Linked DNA regions of Takifugu rubripes: region 2 is linked to region 1. Evidence: chromatin contacts called from public Hi-C data. All regions are on one chromosome and are shown on one strand. The core of a region is the stretch at or near the end of the contact, and the rest is flanking DNA. Distances in the headings are between cores, read along the strand shown.

The links. A called contact is a pair of places that touch in the nucleus more often than the background predicts.
Region 2: a contact with region 1 is called in a Hi-C map of an unstated tissue, with 5 times the contacts expected there. The contact joins the promoter of LOC101074049 here to the promoter of dyrk4 in region 1. A contact is called at or near these places in 2 of 2 Hi-C or Micro-C datasets (muscle and an unstated tissue).

Annotation. Positions count from the first base shown.
Region 1 is chr9:4,819,155-4,821,854 of fTakRub1.2, reverse strand. It overlaps dyrk4 (dual-specificity tyrosine-(Y)-phosphorylation regulated kinase 4), which reads left to right and starts at 1,259. Exons shown (of 15, transcript XM_029841882.1): 1 at 1,259-1,356; 2 at 1,589-1,658. The coding sequence starts at 1,325.
Region 2 is chr9:5,011,164-5,013,863 of fTakRub1.2, reverse strand. It overlaps LOC101074049 (PQ-loop repeat-containing protein 1), which reads left to right and starts at 1,288. Exons shown (of 5, transcript XM_003967183.3): 1 at 1,288-1,558. It overlaps hsbp1b (heat shock factor binding protein 1b), which reads right to left and starts at 1,247. Exons shown (of 4, transcript XM_029841486.1): 1 at 1,062-1,247; 2 at 160-226. The coding sequence starts at 1,106.

The DNA of each region.
Region 1 (2,700 bases), core at 10-2,509:
CCACCCATGCACGCCTGGACAGTCAATTATTGTATCCAAGTGTGCAACATTTGTGACATCTGCGAATGGTTTATTTAATCCTGCAATTTATTTATAATTGATGACATAAGGTATACATCTAATGTAAAATTGGCCAATTATTTTAAATACAAATGTTAAAGACAATTTAAATACAAACACAGAGGCAGTTTTAGACCTGTGTTTGCCATTTAGGATGGGAGGTTTTTTCAGATAGATACAAATCCCTCATAAAATATTTACACTGTATCGATTACAGTTGCTTTACTGGGTGCTTTCATATTCTCATCTTCAGCTTAAGGCAAACGTGGGAAACACTTAAATCCTGTTCTTTGTAAATCTTACTTTTGTAAAACTCACTGCGTGTACTAGTATGTTAGTCGAAAAGAAACGTCTTTGTAAATGTTTTGTATTTAGATAGTCTAATGTCCTTTTTATTAAAAGCATTGAGATGAAGATTAAAAAGACTTCCTTCCCCTGTTTTTGAGTTTTTAACAGGACCTTAAGATCAAAGGTACAAATTTTAACCTTTGATTTTGTAAGAAAAAGATGCAGACGGCAAGAAGGTATATGTAAACAACAGCACGCATGGTATACATGATAACGTAGGGTTGTTGTTATTTTTAATTTTAAAGGGAAACTCTGAATGTAGTCAAGGATGGAACTATTTTATCTCAGTTTTGGTGTAATTTGACTGCGGAATTCCATCTCCGAGCTTATATTTCCAGGGTTCTGGGACTCTTTAGAGTTGATTATAGGAACCACAGTTTCATAACGAATCTATACAAATTCTACATGAAATCGAAACGTGGTTTCCCTTTATAAAGTCATTATAATTCTTTTTAAGGGACAAAACGATATAGAACAATTTTCTGTTATCAGCATTGTACTCTTGTGGTTGTCTGAAGCTTTGAACTCTTATTATAAATAAATAAAGTGTGTTTTATAATTTAAAAAAATAAATATGTCCTGGTGTAGTTCTATCTTTATTGCTGTTATTATATTGGAGAAGAAAGTACCTCCAACGATTAACATCCACGTGACTGAGCCACAACATTATTTCCGTGTGTGCACCGTATGGAAAATCCATATCTCTTTTGTCTCGCGCTCTCGTGCTGTCGCTCCCACCTCCTCTCCCCCCCTCTCTTTCTCCAACGCCGAGAAAGACGTTGGGGGGGGGGGGGGGGGGTCGTGTGTGTGTGTGTGTGTGTGTGCATGCCTGTGCGCGCGCTCTGTCTCCGTCACACTACACCTTACCCAATGTGGCGCGCGACAGCCGTGTGACATCCTGTTGATTTATTTCACCATGAGCGCGCCGAACAAGTCAACCGACAAAAGGTTAGTGTTGCATTTGTTGACAATTCACGTTATTTTGAAATAGTTTTGATGAAGTTTTGAAAATTTCCTACACTATATAAAGCCTAAGTTATAATCAATATTTGGTATAACACTGGAGACACACTTTGGGAACTGTTTGTCGACTTGAAGACTAAAATATGGCCCAAAAGGTGTCAGTGTAATGCAGATTGATTTAAGGAATGTCATTTACTTTATATTTTCTTTTGAACAGAAATGTCTTTAAAAAAAGGCTGGATAAGGTATTAAAGGAGAGAAAAAACACCTTTCCACTTCTGGTCAAGGTAAGATGATTTAAACCAACATGTGACAATATTTGTCCCATCCTCAAATATGATGCCCTGACCTGCAGGTCATGAAACACAGTCTCTTTAAGTGATTGTGCATCGCTAAACAGAAGTGATTTATGAACTTATGTGATATTTTGTCTGCAAAGAAAGCTTGTCTTCTTTTTAGATTGTACATAAACTCTCAAAGACCACATGATGCAGTCCTTTGCTCTGACACAACGTTGGTAATCACCTTGGCCCCCTGTAAGGATTTGCCCCACATAAAGTGATTGAACTCCTTTTGGAACTGTTTGGTGTTTGACATTTGGTCGACTCAAAATTGGGTTTTGAGTGGACTAAATCTTCCTTATTAAGACACCAGTTACATCATCACACAAAATATACAAATGTATTGCACCCCCATAAACACCCAAATTCTCTGATTGTGTTCAAATGCCTACAATGTTAGTAGCAGTAATTACTACCAAGGTTACATTTCACTTTGTTTACCAGTAAAGTAGAATGCTTCTTGTGTTGTCACTTAATTATTTTAGGGTTTGGGCCCTTTTAATAAAATTACAGAGTAACATAAATCAAGTATGAAAGTAATTAGAATCTTAAATACTTTTTAAAATGTAGAACTCCGATTAACTCCAAGATCCTAACCTCAGTTATTAGTCACTGTACTTCATGAACTGCTTCACAGTATTGTTTACCTGCATAGACCAACACACCTGACCTGGCCTTCACCCCTACAGACTGCAGAAAACGGAGTGCACCCCCCCACCCCCATGATTTTGATGAACGCAGCCCCTGATAGGGTTACTCATCGCAGCATTGTCCCCTGCTGACACCGGACCCCCCAAATTAAAACCTGTCATTTAGACACGCAGGTCTCACGTCTGCAGCTTCACCAAACCCTGGGGTTAATGCTGACATTTTCCACTAGTACCCTGGAAAAAAACAAACATTTTCCATTAGTTTGCTTAGATTTTCTCTTTCCGCTTTAAAGATATGTGTGTTTTCTGTGCAATTGCAGATTTAAGCAGTGTCCACA
Region 2 (2,700 bases), core at 39-2,538, 190 kb before region 1:
CAGGAACATAACTGACACCAGAGCCTACAAACTACATGTGCAGGTCATTCGCATCTCTTTGGAGCTCTTCACATAAAATTTAAATTCAAACATTTTCCTCTTTTCTCTTTGTAGGTAAACTGTTTCAATGGCACTTTTTAAATCAAAAAGGCAGGATATTTCTCCCGATGATCTGGTCCGACATGGTCTGGAACTTGTCCTGCATTTGTTGCAGGAGCGTCTGCACCTGCAGGAAACACAACATACATGCTTTTAATGCAAACGCCCGCCTCTTGATTTGTTTATCCCAAAACTGGCAACTATACATCCAATTTTGGTTCAGACAAAGTGCGCTGCTTTGGGGAACTATATAAAAACTGCCTGCATTAAATTTTCAAGAGTACATCAACAAGCCAAAACAACATTCCACTCAAATGCACCATGTCGGTTGCGTATGCACGATAAAGAAAAGCTGCAGGACAATGATAACAATAGGACACAGTTTCCTTGACAACAATGCAACAGCTTTGTAAGCACAGGAGGCGGTGATCCTCCATTAGCGTGAAAAGCATCATGGAGGATCATAAATGCGCTACATTTTCTACTGTTGTAAATACTGCGATATCAATATAATATAAATTTAAATAGTAATATTAAAAAAAATGTGAATCGGGCTTAGCAATATGATCAAGTCATTATTTAATGTATCAATTCTTTTGAATAAGAACAATATAAAAGGAAACTAGTTTTTGGTTTGTAAAAGGTCTATATAACTGCTTTAATATGCATAGCAGACAGAATAAGAGAATTCGATTATGTGACATTAAATGCATGTCATTTCTAGTCCACTGATGTCATTTATGCGACCGAGAAACCATTACATAACAGAGCTAAACACAAACTGTGATGTATTTACTTGATAAACAGATCTATATAAACAAACACGCGAACCAATGTCAGAATATCTCTTAAAGAAATGCCACGATCTGTTTTAAACTCGTATCCTTCCTTATGGTTGACGACTCTATTAGCATTACAGCTAAGCTACTGCAGCTAATTCTAGCTTCGTGGTCACGACTCACCACATTTGTGAGGTCCTGCATTGACTTGGGGTCCGTATCTGCCATGCTGTGGTGTAAATAATGATCAGTATGCTAAAATTCGGGGACCGGTCCACGGAGTGCGCCGCTATCAGTTTACTTAGCAGGTCAAAATAGTCGTTTCTCACACAACCCACCGTACAGTCAGCTGGTGTCACAATACTGGAAATCTCGCGAGAACTGCGTCGTTATTAGAAACGTATTCGCGTTTCAAATGAGGAGTGAGTCCGCCAGTAGTTGCGTTTACTTCGCATTCAGACAGGCTGCATTACGTAAATAAAACGAGCAGTTCCTTAAAAATACGTAAAGTGGTATTTTAAAAAACCAAAACTAGATTGTGGAGTTTTTGTTTGCGCATGTTCCTTTCCATCGTGTGCACGAACTGTGGAACTGGTCTCGTCAAAGACCCAAGTTTGTTTTACTATCTCACTACTGGTGGAAATGCCTTGTTTTGATATGGTGAGGAAAAGTAACTGAAGGTACGTAAAGCTGAAACCTGCCTCTAGTAAATAAAAATATTACTACTACTACTACTACTACTACTACTACTGCTTTTCTACGTACTTCCCAATTCTGAAGTCTTCACAAGGAGCTGACGTCTGACCAATGGACTCCTCAGAAAGAACCTTTTAAAGTTAAAAGAACCTCTGACTAAGGTTGCAGGTGTTTTTAGAACAATTATATTGCAACAAAATGTGTTTTTACTTGCAAACTTTTTACTTGCCAAGTTGCTTAAAACCGACGTATGTATGTTCAGACATGAGCTACCCAACCCCAGGAAACTATCTTTAATCACAATAATAAAAAAAACAAACATGAGGCATATGGTAACACAAGTCAACTGAAAACAAGAAAATAGCTAAATGGTACATTTTAAAAAACGTTTAGAGTAATTTAAAAACTGGGAAATCAATAAAGTTGTCCGATTATGGAGTCATGTTGCGTTAACATTGTTTAAGCTTTTACCAGATGTCTTTGCCTGTCTTAAACTAAAATTCTACCTACCTTTCTCTAATATGTGTTAAAAGAAGACAAGTAAATATTGTTTTAAAAAAATCATGAAAAGCTCTAGCTACTTTACAATTAAAGAAACACCCACGTGATACACACCCAGTCTACAATAATTTTGAAGACCTGTTTTTCTGTAGTTCGACAAAGTCAAACTCCCGTATACCACATACAGTATAGTTATAATGCAGCCTGAAACAGGACAGGCTTTTTTATTCTATATATTTGCAACCAGTGATGTACAGCCATACACCAGAGATGCAATACTTTTCTAAATGACAGATTGAAATCGAATTAAACAAACCAACTTTGCTTTAGTAGAGCTAGATTTATTACATCAACTGATGTGTGACGGGGTCACATATAGAATCACTCCTGAAGTACAGAGGTACAGTAGCATTTGCGGTAGTGCTGAAATACCATATTATCTGCAGTCATTACCACTGTTGTAAAAGTAAAGTGTTTGTGTCTGTGTGGTTGAGTAAGGGCAAGCGATGATCCAAGTACCTTTATCTGTTTTAGCTGGTGCTGGCTCTCCAAGCTTTTCAGACTGAGTTGTCAGCTGAGGTTGAATGGCTGCAAAGGACTGTATTTTCATATTGGAGATCTGCAG